Regions from separate parts of the Mus musculus genome. Here region 1 is linked to region 2. A link is a contact called in public Hi-C data. All regions are on one chromosome and are shown on one strand. Each heading gives the region's core, a stretch centred on a gene start, on an enhancer-like site or on the middle of the called end of the contact. The rest is flanking DNA. Distances are from core to core; before and after follow the strand shown.

Region 1 (5,981 bases), core at 1,217-3,716, 210 kb after region 2:
AACGTTGAGTCTCAAGTCTTTATAGAGTCCAACTGTGCTACTTATGAAAATACAGGCTGATGGCAGCACATGCTTTTAATCCTAGCACTCAGGAGGCAGAAGCAGGCAGATCTCTGTCAGTTCAAGGCCAGCCTGGTCTACAGAGTGAGTTCTGGGACAATACACAGAGAAGCCCTGGAGAGAGAGAGAGAGAGAGAGAGAGAGAGAGAGAGAGAGAGAGAGAGAGAGAGAGAAAGGAAAGAGAGGAAGAGAGAGAGGAGGGAGAGGGAGAGGGAGGAGAGGGAGAGAGGGGACTGAGAGAAGAATGCAAACTTTAAGAAGAGTTAAATGTTGGGCTAGGGATGTGGTCATTTGGTGTTTGTGTGGCCTGCACAAGGCTGAACTCAGTCTCTAGCATAGCATACACTGCGTAGTGGCCCACACCTGCAATCTCAGCACATAGGAGATAGAGGCAGGAAGATCGGGAGTTGAAGATCAATTTTAACCATATAGGGAGTTTGAAGCCAGTCTGGGCTATGTGAGATCCTGACTCAAAAGAAAACACACAAGAAGATTCAAACATGCCTAGATGTTTCGTGCAATATTATCTAGAATCACAAAAATGAGTGTTATGTAACAATATGAGAAAATACATAAATTAAAGAGATAAATGAATGAGATAGGAGGCAAACCTAGGCTTTTCCAGTGGTGGAAAAATGAACATAAAAAAGGATGGAAGGAAGCCAGGCAGTGGTAGCGCAGGCCTTTAATCCCAGCACTTGGGAGGCAGAGGCAGGTGGATTTCTGAGTTCGAGGCCAGCCTGGTCTACAGAGTGAGTTACCCTGTTTTGAAAAACCAAAAAAAAAAAAAAAAAAAAAAAAAAAAAAAAAAAAAAAAAAAAAAAAAAAAAAAGATGGAAGGAAATACAGAGGACCAGAACTTCTTTATAATATTTTCTTCATTTTCAATTGTTTCATGTCTGCTACATCATTTTACTTCTTCTTATTTATGTTAACCTACAATGAGTTTCACTGTGGCATTTCAAACTTACACGTCACTATCTTTGTAATAATGTTTTTAGTAAAAACACCCAATTATTAGTTGTAGTGGGTATTGGAAACAGAGCCTCATGTCTGCAGCTCACACAGTCTACTACTGAGCTGTATAACAATCGGGGAGGCTGGGGTACTTAGATAAGAGTTTCGCTGTAGTGAAGAAATAGTTTGATCTCTGTACCAAAAGTGGGACCAAAATCTCTCATTCTAGTATATGACCTTTCTGTAAACTGAAATCTTAGCAAGCCACTCCCACTAATTATCTAGTCCATAAGAATCACTTAATAGAGGAGTTGAACTCACATGTAACTACGGGAGCCAGCAGGCACTGACTCAGCAGGTCAGGCCCACCTAAACAATGCAGAGCTGAGCTCCAAAGGCATATTAGAGGATCCAGTGTGTGTGTGTGTGTGTGTGTGTGTGTGTGTGTGTGTGTGTGTGTGTGTGTGTAAGAGTGTGTGGGTTTATGTATTATGTGTATTTATTGTATTGTGAGTGTATGTGCATGTGAGTGTATATGTGTATATGTGTTGTGTATGTGAGTTGTGTTGTGTGTGTGTGTGTGTGTATTGTGTGTATGTGTGAGTGTGTGTATATGTGTGGTATGTGTATTTTGTGTGTGTGTATGAGTATGTATGTATTGTGTGTATGTGTGAGTGTGAGTATATATGTGTATATGTGTTGCGTGTGTTGTGTGAATGAATATGTATGTGTATGGTCCTGTTGTGAGACTGTATGAGTTTATGTATTGTGTGTATATATGTAGTGTGTGTGTGAGTGTGTGGATGTAAGTGTATATGTATTGTGTATATATGTGAGTATGAGCGTGTATGTGTTGTGTGTATGTATTGTGTGTATATGTGAGTGTGAGCATGTATGTGTGTTGTGTGTGTGTGTTGTGTATATATATATGTGAGTGTGTGTATGTGTTGTGCCTGTTGTATGTATGCTGGGTGTCTTCTTTCTTTTCTTTTTAGTTATATATATGTGGGTCATGGGGTATGTACACAGAAGTGCAGGTGACTGAGGAGACCAGAGATGTCAGGTTCCCCTAGACCTGAAGCTACAAACAGAGCCCAAGTGTGGGTGGTAGGATCCAAAGTCAGGTCCTCTGAAAAGCAAGACACACTCTTGACCACTGAACGGTATTTCCAGCCCCTCTCTATGACTTCCAATCTTTGTGCTTTGAGTCATTAATTGCAGTTTAAAATTAAAATAAGATAAAGACATTTGTAGATCAAGCTAGGCATGTCTACAAGTTGCAGGTAGCCAGCTGACGGCCAGTTCATAAACTCCAGCATAAAAACCATCTCAGAAGTTCCAGCCAGCTGCCTTCTTTCCAGGCACCCGGGCAAGCAACCTCCTCTCCCATGAAACCGCCGATGATTCTTGGCTCGCCCTTCCGCTAGCCCTGAGATACTGCCACCTGCTTGATGAGGGTGATGAAGCGTGGAAGTCCTCAGACTCAAAAAGGCTTGTGAATCTGTCCTTGGCTGGAAACAGTTCTCCTGCCAGAATGTGAAAGCTGGCAACATTTTTGGTATTAATTTGTTCCTCCGTCTGTCGCTTACATTAAGTGTGGCTTTGAGGAATGGATCTGATGCTGTTCAAATATGCCCAATTTCATCTGCAAGCCGCTTCACAGTTGTCAGATGGTGCCAGCCAGTCCAGGGCCCTGTTTCCAGATCGTCAATCAGACTTCAGCAATCAATGTATTTATCACTGTCCACTCCAGCACCACTGCCCTTCCTGGCACCTGTGACCAGCTTCAGAGGACCAACGTCCAAGTGTGGCTCTTGGGTAGAAGTGTGGCTCAATGGTGGAGTGCTTACCTAGCATGCCAAGGGCCCTGGGATCCTGACTACTTCTGAGCTGAGTCTGCTTTTGATCTCAAAAGATCTAGGCGAGCTCTCCATCTCTGGAAGGTGACTTCCTGTCAGTGACCACATAGATTTCCCAGTGTTCTTGGATCGTTGGTATTTGACCCTAGACTTGCAAGCATAGTTGACACCCCAGAACTTGGTCCCTGATCTGACCCCACTAAGTCAGTGCTGTCCCCACTGTTATGACATGCTAAATTACATCAGCAGGCTAATTTAAGATCTTGGGTATGAATCGATTAGTTATTCACCAATCAATAAACAAATGAGTTTAAAGCCCCTTCAGCTTCTCTGTAATGATCCACCCCTTTCGGCTCCATTCAGGACCCATTGTGGCCACAAATGCCGCGTATTAGTTCTTAGTTTATTTTGGGCACTGCAGATGCTTCCAGATGTTTAATTTTAACGTGAGGAGAATAACACTACCCTTGTGGTTAGGGGAGAGACGGAAGAGCTCAGGACTGTGGGGTTGAAAAGCCCCTCCACGACTCAGCCCCTATGGCTCCCACCCCCTCCCCTGCAGTTGTGGCCCAACCCCCACCCATATTGCCAAGTCAGCAGATCCGTACTCTTCCAAGCATGAAGGGTCTTGCAGCCTCCAGAGCCCAGCCACAGAACACATGGCCCACCATGTGGGGCACACGTGTGTAACTGAGGTCACGCCTGGGCTCAACCAGCCCACGCGGCTCTGGGATGGAGGCTCAGTGCACAACCCCTTTCTCACCTTGATCTTTACAACACCCACCTCCTTTGTTGACAAGGTGAAAAGAAAAGAAAGAAACCCTTTGGATGATTTGGATTTTCTGTAGAAGATAACTTCTCATACTTAGAAACACAGCAGATCCTAAGGCTGACCTCAAAGCCCAACAGAACCTTGCCCATCCGAAGTCATGCCCGTGTCTCCTGGTCCTGTCATGCGTGCAGGACTTTCTGCCAAGGGGGAACTAAAGCTAATAGCAGAGGCCAGGATGACATCTCGGTTGAAAGGCTTCCAAAGTACAGCAAGCAGCTATCTCCAACCTAAACAAATCCTTGGAAGGAAATCGTCACATCCTGCATCACCTTCAACCTGTCTCTAGTTCTCAATAGCAGGGGACGCTACTCATATGTCCGCCCATGAGTCTGTTTTGGTCCATCCTCCTTACCATCATGGACTCTAATAACCTGGAACACCTTCTCCCTTTCCTTTTTCTTTCTTGGTGCCAGGAAACAGGACCCAAAAAGGAAAGGTCCTACCTAACCAGAGCATGGTCCAAATCAGCTCTGAGAGACAGGAGGAGCAAGAGGCTCTCCCGCAGCCCAGCCCAGCCCAGCCCAGCCCAGCCCAGCCCAGCCCAGCCCAGCCCAGCCCAGCCAGGGACCTGGGGACAGACCCATGCTCACTAACAGGACTTATGAGTATTTCTGAGTTGGCTTCAGCCTACCTGCTGGATTCTTCTAGGAATGCCTAGAGAAGACATATCCCCAATCCCCACACCATCCATCCCAAATTCAGCAGAGACTGAGAGCCAGAAGGAGAAAGGAGATCTCCCCTCAACATCTTCTATACGTACTTGCCCCCCCCCCCCCAAATAAGGAATCACAACATACAGATTCTGTATGGAAGAAATGGGCCCACCTCCAGCCACCTGCATCCGCCATCCTAGGTCATGTCCTTCCAGTCACTATACCACAGCATGGAACCATTCTTCCAGAAACAGAAGTAACCCAGGTCAAGGGTCATTCCTCCTTTTTTCTCTCTCTCTCCTTGTCTCCTCTGAGAGCTATGTCAAGGTGGCTTGGATAAACAGCTCCCCCATCCTCTCCTCCATGACTTCTGGACCCTCCCCCTCCCCCTCTCCCTTCAAAAACTCTCTAATAATTTAGCTGTATTTACACACAAGTCCTATTCTTCCATTTTAACACTGTTACACCATAAGAAACTTGCTCAGACCTGAGAGGATACAGGGTTCAGAAGCAGGTACATACCAGAAGATGTGTGGTTTCGATCTTCTTCCTTCTTTTTTTTTTAAAGATTTATTTATTTAATTTATATGAGTACACTATAGCTGTCAGACATACCAGAAGAGGGCATCAGATGTGGTTGCTGGGAATTGAACTCAGGACCTCTGGAAGAGCAGTCGGTGCTCTTCACCGCTGAGCCATCTCTCCAGCCCTTTAGTCTTCTTCCTGAAGATGCCTGAGTGCTCCTTATTTCTGACTTTGTCTCTAAAGCAAGATGGATGCATCCAAAGCCTTCACTGTGTGGCCTTCCCATCTGGTCGGTTGATCTGAGACCAGAAAGAGGTCACTGGAAACATTAAAGGATGCTGCTGGAGTATTTGGCCCAGTGGTCATGAGCTTCAGATCAAGCTTCTGGGGCCTGAATCCCACCCAGCTCCATCCCTGGAGCTTCCGGTGACCTTACTCAGTTCCATTCAGATGAGTTTGCACTCAGTTGTTGCACGGTGGAAAGGGAACGTCATCGTATATGCCCTGTGGTGAGGGCAGGGTTCATAAAGTACAGAGCAAGCTTACAAATCACTGCGCCTGCCACATTGTAAGTCCTTTGTAAACACTGTCATTATCATTCTGGCTTTCCAGACCTGGTCCTCCCCTAATGGTCCTGGGGGGGGGGGGGGAGGGGGGAGGTGAATCCAGGCTCTCCCAACTCTGTATTTAGCCAGATGTGGCCCAGCAACTGCAGCAGATGAGGCAGGCTGGGAGGGCTAGGAACCCAAGAAGACCACCCATCAGGCTAGGGATGTTGCTGGCAGAATGGCCTCAGCTGCAGCTGCTGGGCAGCCATCCAGGGTGACAGGCACGAGGCAGTGTACAAGGGTGTAGAAACAGACAACAGGTGGCAGCTCAGAGACAGTGTGAGTCTGGGAGGGGTGTAGCAGAGCATCTAAGCACTCGGTAGCAACGCGTCCCAGACAGCAGGTGGATCACAGCCATGGGCAAACGGAGAGGAGTCTTCTGCCATCTAAGCAGTCAGGCGATAGCAGGAACATCTGTCTCCAGATTACAGACTGCAATGGATGAAAGGCTAGATCTAGGGGTGTGGGCACAAGGCAGGGAGCAGAG
Region 2 (6,365 bases), core at 2,601-5,100:
TCCTTAGGTATCACCAGAAGTGGTATGAGATGCCCACGGATGGGTCTAAGGACTATGTCATATCAGACAAAGAAGAGGGCAGCCAAGGAAGAAAGATATGGCTGGAGTGCCTCCTCCAAAACTCATCTTGAGACGTAATTGCCACTATGACCGCATTAAGAGGTAGGCCCTTTAAAAGGTGATTGAGCTATGAGAGCCCTTCCCTCATGGGTGGAGTGATGCCATTTTCTCAAGAGTGGGTGAGTTGTCTCTGGAGTGTGTTCTTGACTTAAGAGGGGGCAGGGTGAGTTCTGTTGGTTTCCTTTCTCCTGTCTTGCACATGCGAGCTTGCCTTCTGTTATGTTATGATGCGATACGAAGGCCCTCTCTAGACACTGGGGCTGAGCTCTTAGGCTAATCAGCAATGAGCCAATAAGCTATTGCTTCTAAATTGCCCAGTCTGCAATGCCCTGTTATAGCAGCAGAAAACAGATAAGGAGAGGCAGAGCAGAAGACAGCTGGTCGGGGATACAATCCCAAAGGAAAAATGTCGCAGATTTCTTGACTTTAACTCCAAATTCTTTCTATCTAGGTACAAAAGGAAGGAGTTCCATATCTCTCTTTTCTCCAGATTCACTAAAGCTTCTCTAGAAAAGGAAATGGGTGACCTAGGGTCTCTGTGATCTCATGTCTAGACATGTCTCCAGCCCACTCAGCTTTTAGCCAAGAAGCACCTTCACGGTTGGCTACAATCCCACGCTCACGTGAAACCCAATCCAGCCTCACAGCCATGAAGCAGAATCCACACTGGAAAGGTTTCTCATTCTAAGATCCAACATAACACTAGGCAGGAGCCGCCCTCGCTCAATGAGACACAAAGAAGTAGGGAAATTTTTGGAAAAACAAACAAAGACTGCAAACATGCCTGACATGAAGAAATGCACGGAGAGCTCACAGCCGGGGTTCCAGTTCTACCTCTAAGATTGTCATGTTCTGTGCTATGCGTTCTTCAAGATGTATATGTGGATTACGATATGAGTAATCATGGCAAAGTGAGCTCTGCCTTACATAGTCTCAGCATTTGGATCTAGACCCGTGGTTCTCAACACGTGGGTTGTGACCCCTTTGTGGGGGGGTCACATTTCAGATCTCCTGCATATCAGACATTTACATTATTATTCATAACAGTAGCAAAATCACAGTTGTGAAGTAGCAATGACAATAATGGATGTGGGCACCACAACATGAGGAACTGTGTTCAAGGGTCTCAGTGTTAGGAAGGTTGAGAACCACTACTCGACGCTGCCCCCCAAATGCTAGCGTGTGCGCGTGGAAGGCTTGGTCCCAGCTGCTGATGCTATTGGGAAGGGTTAGAAGCTTTAGGGGGTGGGGCCTCTCTGGAGGGAGGAGGTTCCTAGGCACATCCTCTTGGACACTTCCTTCCCTTCTGACACTTTCTGGTCAGGATGAGTTAGCCCCTTTAGTGGGCTGGAGATAGTGGGCTGGAGACACGATCCGCTCCATACCGCCTGCCATGGACCCCCACAGCAGCCATGAGATTTCAGCTCAGAAATCTGAGCCAAAGGAGATCTCTCCTCCTTTTAGGGCATCTCTCTCAGCCCTATTCTCACATGGGTAAACATCTGACCCAGACATCGCCAGTAGCAGAACTAATCAACTGAAGTCTTTTGGTAAAACGAGTGGGTATATACCACCAAATCCTTCTACTTCAGTCATTTATTATTTAAAAATCTAATTGAATGAATCATTTCAATTTCAATGAATCAATTTTTATACCAGAAAAACATGTACACGATTAAGTATGTAACTTCAATGTTTGAAAATAGTTAAGCAGGAGCCAGCGAGGCAGCTCAGTGGGTAAAGAAAGTTTCACCAGCCCTAACAACCTGAGATTGATCCTCAGGACCCACATGGTGGAAGGAGAGAAATGACTCCTGAAATGACCTCTGACCTTCACACATGCACTTTAGCACTTGCACACACACATTAAATAATTAAAATGTAATACAATTTGAAACAGGAAAACAGTTGAGTAACATTGCTCTTATGAAGACATATAATGCATGAAAAATGTAAATGTACGTTTGTGTGAAGGTCATAGGTACATGTATGTGTGTGTGAAGGTCAGGCATGTATGTGTACCTGTGTATGGGTATGCATGCATGTGAATATCAGAAGTGTGTGTGTGTGTCTGTGTCTGTGTCTGTGTGTGTGTGCGCGCGTGCGCACAAACTCAAGAAAGAAAAGGAGATCCACAAGAGTGGGTACGTTGTGGTGGTTCGACTTCATCAAGAGCCGCACTGCACACAGCCTTCACTTAGGCCTCTCTGTAAGCATCGAGGGAGCTGAGGCAGAGTGTCAAGGGACTGTGACCAAATAGCCAATGAGGTGCAGGTTACTCAGACCCCTGTCCCAAAAGCTCCAAAGCCAGAACTGTCGGCCAGACGTTGTCAAATTTCCAAGATACTTCCCGAGTTCCCAGCCTCACATTTTTATCCCCATGATTAAGTCCTTCAGCTCAGCTAGTCCCCGCCCCTTCAGGCCTCATGAAGAGCACTCATCCATTAGGCCTGGCTACAGGAAGAAGGCACCAGAAGCTGTCAGCCCTGGAGAGGAAACAGAAGACTCTACTGTGCTTATGGCTGGTTTCCCACCAATATTTGGTTGGAAAACACGTAGGACATTTCAGCTCTTAACTGCATTGGTCCAGACAAAATTAAGCACTCTTTAGCATCAAGGGTTTAGAATTGGGAGGGGGCTGCTGCCAAATGTCCAGACAAGAGCAGAAGAAGATGCCTTGGCACTTGTATAGAGCCTCTCCAGACCACACGTCTGTGTTTGCCCAGATTGGCCCAGATGGCTTCTTCCCAACGCAGAAGGACCCAAGGCTCTGCACCCTTCCTTCTGGGCTCCTGGAGTACAACCCAGCTGTGGAGACCCGGCCTCTTCCCCTGGGGAGAAGAGCAAAGCAGAATTTTGACTGAGAAGCCATCCCAACACAACTGTTCCAGGCCACTCACCCCTAGAGCTTAGCAATCCCCCTGTGTCAGCACAGCCAGCCCCACGCACACCACAAACTACCATCTGCTTGCCCCTCTGCCCTTTCTTCCTGCCTAAGAGAACCCTGATTTTGGCTAGGATTGGTGCCTTTTAGAATGAGACAACATTTCCCAGACTCCTTAGAGTGAACGCTCTGGCCAGTGGGCTGTAAATGAAAGCATTGTGGAAGACTTGCTGGGAGACACAGTCAAGGCAGCCCCCTTCCTCCCTTCCTTTTCCCCTGCCTCATCCTGCTTCTCGCCTCTGGTGACAGTGGCAGTCTCAAACTAGAGCATCCGAGAAGAGATAAGAAAGGAAGCTTGGACCCTGATGACATAATGGAGCAGGCCCACCTTCAGACTTCTTTGATGTGAGACCATAAAACCCTTGTGTGGAGGAACCATTGTCTTTTTAAGATCGCTGCTATGTGCAGCCTGGCCTCGCTTAAGGGGCTGGCTCCTTAAGCCCCATTCACTTTTTATCTATTAAGAACTGAGTACAGGAATTAAAATCTATACTACCTTAACTTACTGCAGAAAAGTATGTCTGTACCTTGAACTATTCTTATGTCGACCAGCACAGTTTCACCTTAGGCTCTTGAAACATTTGGGGGGGGCGGGCAAAGCACGCAACAGCCTATCAAAGCTGCCCCCTGGCACGAGGTAGACATTCTGTTTGCCTGTGGAAAGAAAACGTTATTGTACAAAGGAAGAGCCTCGGTGAACACGCAGACACTGTTATATCTTCGTTGGTGGTCATGTTCAAGCCAAGCTCCAAGCTGAACTCTAACTAGCAGCTTCCTTTGAACCTAGGCCAGCCGCATGAGCGGTCTCGGAGGAGCGGTCAAATGCTCACAGCTGACTTGTGTTCCAAGCCACTAAGCCTCCAGGCCAGGTTCCTTCCATGGAGGAAAGCCAGCTGGCCCTGGTCTTGTAAGTCACTGGCAGTCCAACCCTCCCCATGCTGTTATGAGAGGGAAACCTTTGTCCAGGAGCAACGGTGCTCCAGCTGGAAGAGCCTCGGACCCCCAGAGGTGTTTGGGGGTGCTTGTTGAAACACAAACTACTGGACTCCACCCCCAGAGTTTCTGATTCTGTGGGTTTTAGGCAGATCCCAAATATTTGTAACACTCATAAATCCCGAAAAGGAACAGCTATTACCAGTCCACGGAGTGCACTGGGAGGGCCCTGTCCTGTGGGAAGAGGCATTTCTTCATTACCTTCTTTCTGACCTTGGGGGGATGTCCTAACCCAGGTGGTAGTCTCTCATGGCTGCCCTGAGAATACACATCCCGGCCCTTCCTCTCTCTTCCTAGTACAGGATTCCCCTCCACAGCATTCTCCCTCACTCCCCGAGCCAGCTCGTTCTGAAGTATCCCTTACAGAGGGAGAGATGGTATATTCTCCTGAATATATTAAAGCATGTTTTTTTGTAATAATTTTTATAAAAGAATAATGTTAAGGGGACAGACACGTTGGGAAATGACACTTGCTACGCCCGAGGCTCTGTAGAAGGTGTTCAATGAATTACTGTCACCATGTCGCAAACGTAAAACATGATCGGAAGCTCCTTTGCCTGGTGTAGTACCACTAGTCAGTGACAGACTCAGTTCTAGCCTAACCCTGGTCCAGAGCCTGCTCATCTAACTCTGCAGGCACGGTACTGTTTGGAAATGCTGCTAATTTGGGCCTGAAATTAGTAAATAAAGTAAAAATACTTACTGCGCAAGCAGTGGCTGTGGGAATACACACACACATACACACACAAAAATAAATAAAGTTTTTAAAATATACTATTAATTTTTCAATTCGACTCAGACTTATTTCTCATGAAGGATGATTCTGCCCTGAGGAGAGAAAAATCTGGACGCTTCAAGGGGTGCCCCTTACTTTTTCAGTGCCAAGCACAGACTGACATGCAGTGTGTAACAGATTTGCAGTTCGTCTGTGGCACTAAACACCCGTGGATGGCCCAGTCAGGAACAGTTGTCTGAAAAGGCTTCTTACAGGGATGATAATCAATAAAGAGAAAATTAATAAACACAGCGTTCAAGCCTCCTGGCCAAGAGCCGGTGCGTCAAGAGAGTAAGCCCCGACTTACACAGCTCTCAAGGTTTCTTCAGGGAGCAAACCTGTCACCAAGGCCAGTGACAACACCTGCAATCTGTCCCCCGGGGGTGTCCCAATGAAGCCACTGTGAAAGGTGTTGTAGAATGTGAAGAGATGGTCTTCTCGGTGACATTTTGGGAGTATAACATTGATGCTTATACTCTGTTCCTGTCACCTTCCTGCCCGCCCCTCACTCTCTGGCTGGTCCCCTTTGTCCCCTCAGATGTTCCCCCTTCACAACACACGTGTCCCATGGCTCTCTTCTGCTCCCTACAGCTCTCTCTCTCTTCAGACCTCCTTCTCTGCTCCCATGGTTCCCTTCCAGCTTCCACACAGACACAAAATTCTTTATCCCCCACATGATATAAAACACGTACTATTTATTTTTCTGAGTCCAACTTATTTTGTCTAACATGATTCCTAATTTTGTCCATTTCTCCATGGATGTCATACTTTCATTTTTTTTTACAGTTGCATAAAATTCCACTGTGATGAATACCATATATTTTTATACATTTATCTGTTAATGGGACCTGGGTTAGTTCCATATCTTGTCTATTATAAATGGTGCCTCAATAAACAAGGCTTCCCTGGTATCTCCTGGGCAGCGGTGCAGCCCCTCTGTTGAGCCGTCTCCACACTAATCCCCATGGCTACCACAGTTTATTTCCCATCAGCAGGAATAAGGGTTTCTCTTGCCTGGGGTCCCCTCCAGCATCCACCCTTCTCTAAATTCTTAATGATAGTCACCCAATACAGAGTGCGATGTAATTTCAAAACCATTTTAATGTACATTTCTCTCATGACTAAGGACATTCACCTGTTTTCAAAGATGCATTGCCCATTTTTATTTCTTCCTTTGAGAAATGTCTAATTGATGAGGCCATCGATAGAATGGGTGACTTTGGTGTCTTGGGTATTAGCCTTTTTAAAGTCTTTATACAGTCTAGATATTGATTCTTAATTGAATGTATAGTCCGCAAAGATAAGACCCACTCCGCAGTCACTCTCTCCTCTGCTTAATGGCTCCCTTTGCAGGACCGATGCTTTTTAATTTCATGCAGTCCCATTTGTCACTTCTTGGGGTTATTCCCAATGTTGCCGGTGTCCTTTCCAGACATCCCTTGCCTTGCCTAAGTATTTTATTTACATTTTCTTCCATTGGTGCTGGAGTATGAGGCCTTATGTTATAGCCTTTGATGCTTTTTGAGTTGATTT

The links. A called contact is a pair of places that touch in the nucleus more often than the background predicts.
Region 1: a contact with region 2 is called in a Hi-C map of cerebellum, with 1.9 times the contacts expected there. The contact joins two enhancer-like sites. A contact is called at or near these places in 8 of 39 promoter capture datasets (the 3T3-L1 cell line, 3T3-L1-derived adipocytes, HPC-7-derived erythroid cells and 3 more), 2 of 15 datasets of contacts at CTCF or cohesin (the NIH/3T3 cell line and large pre-B cells), 40 of 484 Hi-C or Micro-C datasets (the 3T3-L1 cell line, the 4T1 cell line, the AML12 cell line and 29 more), 6 of 115 datasets of contacts at active chromatin or transcription factors (the HPC-7 cell line, embryonic basal ganglia, embryonic stem cells and 3 more) and 3 of 9 other capture datasets (adipose tissue, liver and pancreatic islet).

The regions. Positions count from the first base shown.
Region 1 is chr17:83,232,900-83,238,880 of GRCm38.p6, forward strand. No RefSeq gene overlaps it. Among named protein-coding and RNA genes, the nearest start is that of Pkdcc, 21 kb to the left of the region's middle. Within about 2 kb of position 2,467, at least 10 of the 459 cell types and tissues checked have an H3K27ac peak or open chromatin away from gene starts, as enhancers often do. A contact at or near this core is called in cerebellum, where this site is marked.
Region 2 is chr17:83,016,876-83,023,240 of GRCm38.p6, forward strand. No RefSeq gene overlaps it. Among named protein-coding and RNA genes, the nearest start is that of Gm19689, 58 kb to the right of the region's middle. Within about 2 kb of position 3,851, at least 17 of the 459 cell types and tissues checked have an H3K27ac peak or open chromatin away from gene starts, as enhancers often do. A contact at or near this core is called in cerebellum, where this site is marked.